Regions from separate parts of the Danio rerio genome. Here region 2 is linked to region 1. The links are chromatin contacts, called in public Hi-C maps. All regions are on one chromosome and are shown on one strand. Each heading gives the region's core, a stretch centred on a gene start, on an enhancer-like site or on the middle of the called end of the contact. The rest is flanking DNA. Distances are from core to core; before and after follow the strand shown.

Region 1 (6,395 bases), core at 3,073-5,572:
TAATGATGGTTTGTTCTGTAGACTATTGAAAAAAAATAGCTTAAAGGGGCTAATAATTTTGTCCTTAAAATGGTGTTTAAAAAATTAATAACTGCTTTTAATCTAGCCAAAATAAAAAAATAAGACTTTCGCCAGAAGAAGAAATATTATCAGACATACTGTAAAAATGTCCTTGCTCTGTTAAACACCATTTGGGAAATATTTAAAAAAGAAAAAAAAAATCTAAGGGGGGCTAATAATTCTGACTTCAACTGTATACAGTACGTATACCACTAATAAACTGAATTTTGAGCATGATGGACATAAAGTATACCCTAAATATATACTTGAATATGACATCTGCGTATTTTCGCAAATGTGTGGGTCAAACTTTACAATAAGGTTTAATTAATTAATTTACTTACTAACATAAACTAATAATGAACAATACTTGTACAGCATTTTTAAATCATAGTTCACCATTTACTAATGCAATATTAACACCCAAATTCATGCTTGTTAACATTAGTTAATGCACCGGGAGTTAAAAAACAAACAATAAACAACAGTATTTTCATTATGTTAGATAACATGAACAAATAATGTAATAAATGTATTCATCATAGCTAGGGCTGTAACGATACACGATATAAAATCGAAATCGCGACACTCAGATCTACGATCCTGTGTCGCGGTGTGATAAGGGAGAATCGCGACACACCCACCCCGTGATACCTTTCCAATAACGTCACGTGTGCCTGCAAAAGTTGAGCTAATTAACACTTTTTTTCGTTCGACATTACAAGCACTGCTCCGTTTAAGCCCTCGCAATATTTAGCCGGGAGAGCTCGCACGGAGCTCTTAGTAAGGGGCCGTCTGAATGTGTCAAGAATATCAAAAACAAAACCAACTTAACCCCGCTTGACAACCGACAACGCCAGAAACATTGCCAGTGCTGTCAAAGCGACCGGATTTTCAGCGCATATACGATGATTTGCTCACACTGTTAATGTGGCTGCGCAGAGAGGGATGGGCGTTCACCAGATGTCAGGTAACAGACAAACTTTTCTGTAACCGTGCTGTGCGCTTTCTGTTTGAACCTTTGAGAGTGCTGACTGACAGGTGCGTGAGGTCAGAAAACACGACGAAGCTTTCAGTTAAAATAAACACAGTTTCTATAGTTATAGCCTACTTTATTTAGAGATAAAGGTATATGGCTCTGCATACAATCACTCTATCTTGCTGGAGTTTATTGCCGTTTCGCTTTACTTCACATTAATGCCGCTCTGACGGTCTAATCGCTGTTTTAAGTTATCCAGAGCTGTATGAATATACAAATCTTGAATATCACAATAGTATTAAATATTAAAATTGTAACAACACAGACAGCAACACTTTTGCACAATCGATACCCAGCTGATTCAGTCGTTTCATAAGAGGACCGCGCCTCTTCTTTTTTCCTTGTCAACATAAAGGCAGTTAGGTGCGCCTCGTTTTCGGCCACTTGTTTAACTGCAAGGCATACTTAATTTGCGGGAACATAACGTATAACCCGTGCCTACAGACTCATTTGCCAAAGAAGCAAAATGGAAGAAGAATATTGCTGTTTGATACAGACCTGTTGATACTAAACCAGCGCTTATGTTGACCTGGATCTGCGTAATAAACGCAACAAATAGGCTTTACTTTTTATTTTACAGCTTAAAGCATGTACGCAGATTAATGCAATATCATATTTAAACAACAAAACTGTTTACAAAAAGTCTACATATGCGCGCGTGTTGTTGTCTTTTCATCAGGCAGCGCGCGCACTTGAACCGCGAGGGAGAGAGAGGAAACCATAGGCTATATCAGGACATAATCTTTAAAATAATGATTTCTATTAAAAATGTAAAGGTTTTGTGATTATAATAATAACAGCGGGGCATTAAATAAATGCATATTTTCCGTGGAGCAAGCAATTTGAGGAAGTCAGCTATTTTTATTTGACGGAAGAAATAAACATATGATTGGAAAAAAAAGCCTATGCCGGTTATTAAAAAGAATCAGTCAGTATTTTCGTTTTGTAATATAAATTAATTATTTAAGTGAAAATAATTTAGGGCAGTCCTATTTATTTTATTCATTTTATTTAGATTATTCTGCTCTTCTGTGCTAAACACTGCAGATGCGTGAAGATGCTCTGTTATTCTGTTCTATTATTAATATGCTAACATATAAAAAATAAATCAGTATTTTAAAATGCAATATTTAATGTGTCAGACACAAAATAGACACGTCAATTTGTTTAATATAAAATTAATAGTAATCTGACCAGTTAACCGTTAATAACCGATTAATGAGCGGCGGTTGTCGGTTAGCAAAATTAACGAAATGAGCATCCCTAGCTATTTAATTTACTTTTTCTTTGTAAGAGAACTTGATTGAAAAATAATTTTCAACATGCTTGAACCATCTAAACAATGGAGTTTAGTACTGTTTGGTTTTTCAACAGTATTTTGTTACAAAGAAAACAGAAGTGGTATAGCTTTGGCTATTTATTTATTTTATATATGGCTATTTATATTGTTAATAATATGCATAGTTAATATTGTTCTTTGATGTTTAGTTTATAAAGATTTTTCAAATGTTATTTAATTAAAAATAGTTTTAAAAATCTTTTTTTTCCCACCCCACACGAAAAAAATAAAATAAAAAATCGTGATACGAATCGAATCGTGGGTCAAAAATCGTGATACGAACCGAATCGTGGGTTTGGTGTATCGTTACAGCCCTAATCATAGCTTGTTCATGTTAGTAACTGCATTAACTAACATTAACTAATACAACCTTATTGTAAAGTGTTACCAATGTGTGCGTACACTTACCACAAGCTCACGGACTGTAGAACTGACCACTTGCTTTCTGCCTTCTAAATGTGATATTTCTTCTTGCACCTTCTGTAGATTCTTCCAGACTGAAATCTATTTAAAAAATAACACTATATTTAAGTATTCACATTGATGAACTGAAATTTTCTGAAACAGTACTGTTTTAATGTGTATGTTGTGCTGCACTTAAAAAAGATTTTTCTTGCTAAAGACTTTTTGTCTTGTTTCAAGTCCAAACATCTACAAATTCTTAAAACAAGAAGCCATTTCTAGACAAGCAAAAAATATTGTCTCGTTTTCAGAGATAGTCAATTATATTTACCTTTTTCTTACAACAAGCAAAAATAATCTGCCCTTATACCCAGAAAACTTAAATTATAATAGAGGCAGACAAGTATTTATAGACCTCAGCTTGCTTCATGGCAAAAGATGTGTATCTTTGGACAAAGATGCAAAGACCGAAAATAGATAGATTCAATAGATAAGACAGATGTTGTCAAGCCTACCATTAAAAAGATAACTTGTAAGATAGCATTATCCCTGATTGTATCACCTATTGTTGTCTATTTATTTATTTTTATTCTTTTTATTTAATAAAACTTTGCAGTTTTTTTCTTAACCAGCCTAGGCTGGTTTAAGCTGTTTTTTCAGTAGGGTTGTGAATATAAAACCAACTTTATCCCAATGTGTGGTCTTACTATGAGCGGGACATCTGCTGGCCTCAGGTCTCCTCTGCGGTCCTCCAGCTCTGCTGTCAGCGCCTCCGCCTCCTCGCACACTCGCTTCATGTCCAGCTCGGGTTTGTGACTGTACCCGTCCAGCACATGCTCGTAGAGGCTGCTCTTGACCGAGGCGGAGGAGCAGGACCGGCCGGACCATCTGCAGCCACTGCTGACACCGTGTCTCGAGGACAAAAGCAGATAGAAAGAGCAAACCCGTGAAGCTACCCTTGCAGAGGACGCCATGCTGGATGGGATGACAGTTGAACTGTAGGGAAGCCGAAAGGGTTCATTTCGTGTAAAGGACTTTACCTACAAACATAAACAGCCCTATATAACTATAATTTCTGTATTTTTTTATCAAAACAATCCGGAAAAAAATAATCTATTATATAATCGAGTTTTTGTTATTATTGTTTTTATTATTGTTGAATTGATTTATCAAACTATTCACAAAATTATCAGATCTATCAAAATACATCACTATAATATTACAGGACTGCAAAATTCATACTAATACCTGTAATTTAAATAATAAAATAATAATAAGTGTTGTTCTTGTTATAATTATATAAAACAGTAATAAACACCTTACTAACGTTATGACGTAGGATAATGCATAATATATCTTTAAATGAATATTAAACCATAATGGAAAAAAATAAGCAATTATTCACATTTTAAATTGTATTTCTTTAGCTTACAGAGTAAACTTTGTGAATTGTTTTACGTCTGCAACGGAAGTAAATACTCTTCGCATCCGGTTCCAGGGCCGATGAGAAAAGCGGAAGTTTAGTGTGTTGTTCCGGCAAGTGACAGAATCCCTCAGCTTGCTTCGCCTCCAATCATGGAGCAATTCTGGCAGCTGTGAGCAATAGTGGACGTTACCGATCAAACCATCATATATTCCCCGCGGGCCTGCGCTCCCTCCACCGATCCCGTGCTCCGGCCTCTGCTAATCTGCATGGAGCGGCGGCCGTCGCGCTGGATTTATCAGGCGCGCGCGTGTTTTTCTGTGCTCGTGTGCTAAGTATGGTCAACGCACCGTAATGAGCCCGACAATTCGCGCTGAAACTACCCAGGAAGGTCAAGGCGTTGTGAACGGGCCGAAGGGTGTAAGGCCGACCGAAGCAGCGAGGCACCCGCAAAGCCTTCAGGCACAAAGTCGAACTCAAGAGTACCGCAGATTGAGGAAAATCTCCGCCAACCAGAGCTGAGCTGAACTGAGCTAGGCTGCTGCTGGGTCAACTCGCCGTCTGAGGCACATCTTCACTTCTCATGGTAATGTTTTCTGTAAATGCGTTTGGCTAATGTGTTCTTGGATTGAGGCCTTTAGCATATTTGCTAAATAGCAGTATCGCTATTTATTGAAATGTGACTGAGGACGGTTCAATCCAAACAGCTCTAACCTAATTATATATTCTCTAGTTAGATAAAGTCTAGTCTGAACTAAAATATAAGATTGATGTTAAGTTGAATTTATATTTACACTTTCAGACTTTCTGTTTAACGTTAATATAATTTCAGAAATTGTTCTTTGCGAATGCTAAATAGTAAAATAATATTAGCAGCCAATAACTAGCAAAGCACAACATTGTTTACAGGCAAATTTACTGTGCTAATGTTGTTTTCAAGTCGTACTTGCATGTGACCTCAGACCGAATATTAAAAATACCATGGTAAACGGTGTAGGGACTGTCACAAGTTGTCACTGAACCAGTATGCGAATATGAAACCAACTTTACCTTAATCTTTTTGTGGTATGCACAAGTTTTAAAACTATAAATCAAAGCTTTGCTTCTCAGTTTTGTTTGTAAACCGCTACATTTCTTTTAAATATTTAATTTGTATAAGACTAAACAAAATTGAAAAGCCAAACATGCTCAAATCATTGAACTGAAGTATAAAATACAGTAATCTGTGTATCAGTTAAAGGTGTTGTCAGCTCTGGCATTCTCATCTCAGGGTACTGATGGTCTCAGTATCTGATATGGAAAAGTCTTAATGATTTATACTCCTATTGACCTCATCTTCACTGATGTAATTTGAAATCTTCCAAAATGGCCAAAGTTTTCTTATCAACTTTAGTATGCTGAATTAAAATGGCTGATGTTCATTTAAAGGGATAGTTCGTCTAAAAATGAAAGTTGTCATAATTTACTCACCTGTAACTTGTTTCACCAGTTTTTTTTATCCGAACAGTAAAGAAGTGAAAACCTGTAACCATTCACTTTCATAATATTTGTATTGAAGTCAATGATTACAAGGTTTTCAGGGCAGTTTCTTCAAAAATATCATATTTTGTGTTTAACTGATAAAAAAATATCTCGCATTGATTTATAACCACTTTGAGGGTGAGTAAATTTTCATTTTTGGGTGAACTAGTTTTTAAAGTAAGGTGTAGAACCACTTACACAGACACACACACTTCTGTGTAATGCAGTAAACCATTTAATCCTCCTCATAAGCAGCCATATAAATAACGAATACTGTAAATATCTGCCTGTACATGTAAAAGTATGTGTAAAATCATTCAACATAGAGGCAGAAAAATATAATTTTCCTAATATTGTACAACAGTGTACTTTAAGTAAGGGTGTGTAATACTTAAGGTCTGCTATATTTAATAACGTAGTTAAGTGAGGTTAAAACGGATGTTATCAAATAGACTTTGCAAAAAAAACATACAAAGCACAATTTAGTTTTCTAGGTATATTCACTGTGTGATGAATCAAATTAGAAAGCAGTTTATATCAATTTAAAAAGTTTTATATAGGTTAATAAAAGTAAACAAGCTTTGATATTTTCGTAATCACATTGACGTTAT
Region 2 (6,163 bases), core at 442-2,941, 640 kb before region 1:
TTGGACAAAAAGTAAATAAACAGAGCACTTACCTCCACCCGCTGGCCAATGATGACCTGCCAAATGCTGTCCTCTTCAACAGGGCTCAGTTTCCCTATTGAGGCGATGTATCGCTTCTGAAGGCTGATGAGTGTATGTAGTGCCTATGGGGGAAAAGCGGTTAGTAAAGCCAGTTAATTTGATAATTCACTCATTAATCATCATGATCAATTAATAATGTTTATAAGTGTTACCTTGGCGTACTGTGTGAGGGCGTCCACCAGGGCTAGAGTGGTCTGAGAGAGGTACGTGTTGGCGCTGTCAGTGACCAGACATGATGCTCGACGAATCAGAGATTCATGCGAGAGATTTTCAACCTGCTGGAGAAAGGAAAAAAAGAAAAAGAAAAGATTTATTATAAACGTCAAAATAGTGTAATCATAGTGAATCATAAACATACAGCAAAGCCAGTGTAGTGTGGTGTGGTTTGCTGATTGAATGACTTGAGCCAATTCCTTCAATAAGTGTTAATAAAATTAAATAATGTTAATAAGCAACACTTTGTTTGGACTTAGTCTGATTCAGTTGATGTTGTTTGTTGTGGATTTATTTTTTAAGATTAAAAGATACAAATCAGCAACAAAAAAGGTTATCCTTTATGGTGTTTAATTTGCAAATTTGAAAAAAAATATTATAATAAAAATGATATGGGCTGGGCTAAAATAATACAGTATTTACATCATATTCCATTAAAAATGCATGCATCATGCATTAAAGGTTAAAAAGTGGATTTTGTAGCAAAATTGTAAATATATACGTATAAAACATAGGAACCCTTACCCTTATAAAAATTAACAGTTATATATATATATATATATATATATATATATATATATATATATATATATATATACTAACAACACTAAATAATGTGTATCTGAGGAGTGAAATGTGATGTATAACCATTTTTACAACGAAAACAAATGATAAACTTAGCATAGCAAAACTTCCTCAGGGAAACTATTTAAAACGTCCTATAGATTTATTTTCCTGGAAAAATTAAGAATTTACTTAAGCAACGTGACAGGTCCACTGAGATTGAAAACTGAAGTATACTAAAAGAATCGAATCAAATGCGAACCGAGTCAGAATCAGAATCATCTTCATTCAGATGAACAAACGTGTAACGTTATTATCGTTGCTGTCGCGCTCTCGAGTGTCCGTTCCTGCGGTTTGCAAACTGTCCACAACTTATAACATATATTTTAAAAACGCTTTATGAAATTAAGGTTGTTAACTACCTGTGTAAAAGGCATCGCGCAGAGCCCAGTGCCGACACTGAACGGGACTGCATTGGATCGAGCAACGTTTGGCAGGCGCTGCAGAAGTCGCTGATGAACAGAGCTGTTGCACAGCACGCTGGTCTTATCCCTTTAATATAAGAAACACACATTAGACACTGCATATATTTACATATAAAACAACTTCTCAACATCCATATCTAATTTCCAGTCTTACTTGAGAAGCTGAACGCATGCGGCGCTCATCCGCAGCACAGCCATATTTCTCCGGGCGAGCAGGAAGTCGGTCCGGCCTTTAAGAAAACTCCCACTAGCACACAAACCGCAGTTTTTAACAGCCTGCATATTGTTTAATAGCTTAATCCAAACTATAAAGAAATATTATATGTATTCCTTAAGCCTGTTTTTTTTCTGAGTGAAGCTTTTGAATGTTTAAAACTGACAGCACTACCCACCAGTATTTATACTTTGCTAATGGGACTCTGCCCCTTCATGCAGGCTATATTGATCCGTTTATTCGGACCCCTAATCTTGATTTTACTGGTTTAAGTTCAAGGAAAGATAGGGTTTGACGCAAGTGTACACACTACGTCAGCACAAAGGGCTGTGGTAAACATTATTTAGCTGTAAGCACATGGTGACCCTCTGCTCTGTCATAACACAGTGTGCGTGTATTGAGAACACACCAGACACCCAGTCAAATACGTGAGCATGCACGTCTCAGAGGTGTGTCAGAAAAACAAGCCCACTTGATAAGAAATCTTTAGTCGACAAAAATAACTGTCAAGACAACATGGGGAGCAGTAGCATGGGGAGCAGTGTTTACTGTGTTTACAGTGCTTTTGGAGCCTTGATAGCCCAATTCAATCGACCTCAACCAATAACTTATCTTTAAGCTTTGAAAAGGCACAGTGAATTGGTTTGAGCAGTTTCTCAACTGTTGTGTATCAGCTTGTTGGGAGACAATTGGACTATTTGTAAAGTTAATTCTTGTTGTCATGCCTAAATTGCAATGCAGAAAAGGAGTCACTTATGGGTGTTATAATTGGGAAAAAAAAAAAAAAAAAAATATATATATATATATATATATATATATATATATATATATATATATATATATATATATATATATATATATATGCATATTTTAAGTTTATAAATATGTTTAGTAGGCCTACTACAAACAAAAACATTTGCTATCTTATCTTATACAGTAATTTATTCACACTTTACAATAAGTTTTCATTAGTTAATGTATTTACAAACATAAGAATGAATATTACTTGTATGGTATTTATTGATAATACTTTAACATTTACTAATGCATTATTAAAATAAAAATTCATGCTTGTCAACAGTTGCACAATGACTTAGCGTGGACTAACTATGCATAACTATTTCCGTTAAGTAACATTAACAAAGATGATGCCGTTTAAAGATGAAAGAATACTGTAATAAATGTATTGTTATTAGTAAATACTGTACATGAACTAACAAACCTATTACAACCTTATTATAAAGTGTTACTCATAATTCTCAATATAGGAATCCCCAAAGCATGTAGGACGGTCTCTTTTTTTTAACCTATCATAGTCATAATTATAATAATAATTACAATTTATTATTACTTTTTGAATAATTTATTGTTAATTCTTAACTGTGCATAAATCTGTTGGCCAATATTATTGCTATTTATTTTAAAAACAGTTGCAGAAAACTGAACATTTGTGGTAAATGTTTAATGGTGGAGAAAAACGTGTTACATAAAGCACTTTTAAACACTTGTGAAAAGAAAAAAGTAGACAACAATAGTGATGAATCCCCTCAAGTGCTTATCTTAGGCAGCAGTATAAGAATGTACATGTAAACAAAGGGTTTATAGAGCTCAGGGTCCAAGTCACAGGAATACAGAGAAATCATGCACAGTAAAGGCTGTTTTGAAGTCATGATTGCATCATGCCTGAGTGGAATGCAAAGGCCACACAGCAGACATTATGGCATTTGATTGACGACATTTCTTTAATATTATTTAAATAATTGCTCTTGTTCAATGATTAGACTGTTTGACTGTAACTACATACTACATGTTTAGGGTGCATTAATAGATTTGTAATGTTTAAACTGATGATTTTATGTTGTGCAAACATTTATGTGTTAAACTTTAAGGTGATTTTTGCAGAGCAGTACTGCATAAATGAACTCGATTTGACAATGCAATGTGTAATCTTTAATAATCTTTCATGTCATGCGATTCTTATCATCAATAAATCTTTTTTACACATCTTTTAAGTCAATATAATGTAAAGGAAAAGTCTTTCTTCCACAAATAATGCTCAATCCGACCAAGAGAGGTCGCTACTAAACAATACACTGAATGCGAGAGGCACCTTCCAAAGCACTTAGTGTCCATACCTTGTCAGATTGTTCTACCTTCCATTCTAAAAGTAGGATGCACATTTTAATAATGCAATATGCTACCCATCAGATTTTGCTACCGGTGTAAAATTTAATGTGGAGTAGTTTGATATGAAGCTGTAGGAATATCACCCTAACCTACCTAATCCCTAACCACAAGTCTCCAACCCCAGAACCATTCAAATACAGTGTCAAATACAGTGGTAGCATAACCTGATGCGTAAATGTCAGGACACCGGACAAATACAAACTCTGGATATGATAGAGTGTTATGGATAATCATAATGGAGCACTTATCAATTACTTTTAAGTATAACAAAACAAGAAAAACATCCACACTGCAAAAACCATATAAATATAAATGCTATTCTGTATTGTGTGATTCATGTTTTTCCCTCCATTTATTTAAAATTACATTGATTTGGACCTTCTTTCAACAACTTTTAAGTTAACTTAATTTGAAAAAAAATTATAATATTATATATATAATATTTCAATGTCTGTACATTTTTTGTTTCTTTTCAGACTTATTTCTCTCTGTATTATTTCTTATACACTGAAAAAATCCTAGTTGCTTTAATTTTTTAAGTTGAATCATTGAGTCCATTGAACTTCTACTATGTGAAACTGACTTAAAACTGCTTGCATAACTTATAAAATTAAGTTAGAACATTATTAACTTAGTTTAATAAGTAATGACCTAAAAACATATGCTGTCAGGACTAATTGATCAAATACAGGGTACATAATAGTATTTCAAAGTACAAATGTCAATAAAAGTAACTTTGCTGAATTGACAAATTTTCAACACCAAAAGTCAACAGAGCAGAGATCAAGCTCCCATAATGCAGTTCACAACCATAAATAAACAGAAAACACTTGTTATCCACAAAATACTCAAACCTGCTAATTTACATGTTAGTGCGCATCGAATATTAAACAAAAATCTCATATGAATGTAAAGATGTTACACATTTTTCTTTTACTTATTTTTGAGTTATTCATGTAATTGAGAGATTGTGTTGTTTTTGCATCTGATAAAGTAAACCATCGCTGTATAAAATTTCTCATCTCTAAATCCATACACAAGAGGACTGACCGCTCTAGAAGTGATGCTGAATGCCAGGAAGTTTATAAATCGTACAGTCAGATATGACTGAATATCATACTGCATGACCACAGACTCAATGTAAGGGCACATCACCTCTGCAGTGCATAAAAACAGCTGAAGTATGTGCAGGGAAATAGTGCGCTGCCCTTTCGATGCAGATTTCTTATTGTCACCAGATGCAGCACGAGCAGCGAGATAAATCATTACATAGCAAAATATCTCAATTATTAAAATAACCACGAGCCCCACAATGTACAACAACCCCCTGGCAAACACGCGGATCTTTTCAGGGATCATAATCTCATAGTGGCAGTGTGTGAGCTGAGTCAAGTATTCATGAGAGGCTGTGCTGACGAGAATGAACATGTCAATAAACGGGTTTATGGAGCTCACGATCCAGATCATTAAAATCACCATGAAGGCTCTTCTGGAGGTGGAGATGGCATGGTGTCTAAGAGGCAGGCAAATGGCCACATAACGCTCCACACACATGGCTATGATGGTCAGTGGAGCACATGCTGTGACAGCCTCCATTAGCATGCAGATGGGGATACAGAAATGCAGAGGTAATAAAACAAGGTTGTATGACAAAAGCACCACAAGGTCTGTCAGGCAAATAAATATCAGGTCGACCAACAAAGAGTGTCCGAACAGTATATAGCGAGTCTCAGTTGTGAAAGTCTCCTTTTTGGAGAATATGAGGAGCATGAGGAAGATGAGATAGATGAAGGGCCACACAATGACCTGCGTCAACGCCAGTGAGATGTTCCTCCGCACGGGGTCCACCTGAATCAGCTGCATCTGCTCATCGCCACTGCTGTTATGAGTGGACATTCTGCACACATCTGACAGAAAAGAAACAGGAAAAAACTAATAAGTGGCATAATTGACATTCCTCAGCAGGCTAATTACAATATGCAATCAACATAGCCTACTGTGGCTATCCAAGTTCTGTATTCCAAAATCTATTGTCAATAAATAGACTATTACATAAATAAACCACAAATAATAAAGTAGGCTATACAGGTTAGATAATTAAAGCTTACATATGTTTTTAAGAAAATATCACATACAACCTTCCCTACAAAGCCACTACTTACTGACAGTAAGACTCTACTTTGACCATCGAGTATATTAACTGATGAAGCGCACTGAACATAGAGTTTATATAGAGTTTGACAGTACACTCCTGTGGACGAGGTCTGCATAGCTGATGACTTCTAGAGCCAAATTTAGATGCGCTTGTGTTTAGGGGATAGACGTGGTGCATTAAGACACAATCATGTTTTTTTTTTTTTTATATATTTGATATCTGGTATAAGTCAATACTTAGATTGTAGTTTATGTGCTAGAATAA

The links. A called contact is a pair of places that touch in the nucleus more often than the background predicts.
Region 2: a Hi-C map of hematopoietic stem cells shows a contact between it and region 1, with 3 times the contacts expected there. The contact joins the promoter of diabloa here to the promoter of si:dkey-260j18.2 in region 1. A contact is called at or near these places in 4 of 18 Hi-C or Micro-C datasets (caudal fin, embryo, hematopoietic stem cells and 1 more) and 2 of 4 datasets of contacts at active chromatin or transcription factors (caudal fin and embryo).

The regions. Positions count from the first base shown.
Region 1 is chr15:16,670,512-16,676,906 of GRCz12tu, reverse strand. si:dkey-260j18.2 reads left to right here and starts at 4,322. Exons shown (of 5, transcript NM_001079948.2): 1 at 4,322-4,849. The coding sequence starts at 4,847. It overlaps sars2 (seryl-tRNA synthetase 2, mitochondrial), which reads right to left and starts at 3,868. Exons shown (of 16, transcript NM_201179.2): 1 at 3,548-3,868; 2 at 2,847-2,942. The coding sequence starts at 3,814.
Region 2 is chr15:17,311,645-17,317,807 of GRCz12tu, reverse strand. diabloa (diablo, IAP-binding mitochondrial protein a) reads right to left here and starts at 1,691. Exons shown (of 6, transcript NM_200346.1): 1 at 1,498-1,691; 2 at 1,281-1,410; 3 at 234-359; 4 at 33-143. The coding sequence starts at 1,625. The region is part of intron 1 of c2cd3 (C2 domain containing 3 centriole elongation regulator); the gene reads right to left. It overlaps si:ch211-24o8.2, which reads right to left and starts at 5,927. Exons shown (of 2, transcript XM_009291569.4): 1 at 5,907-5,927; 2 at 3,014-5,651. The coding sequence starts at 5,640. The coding sequence ends at 4,693.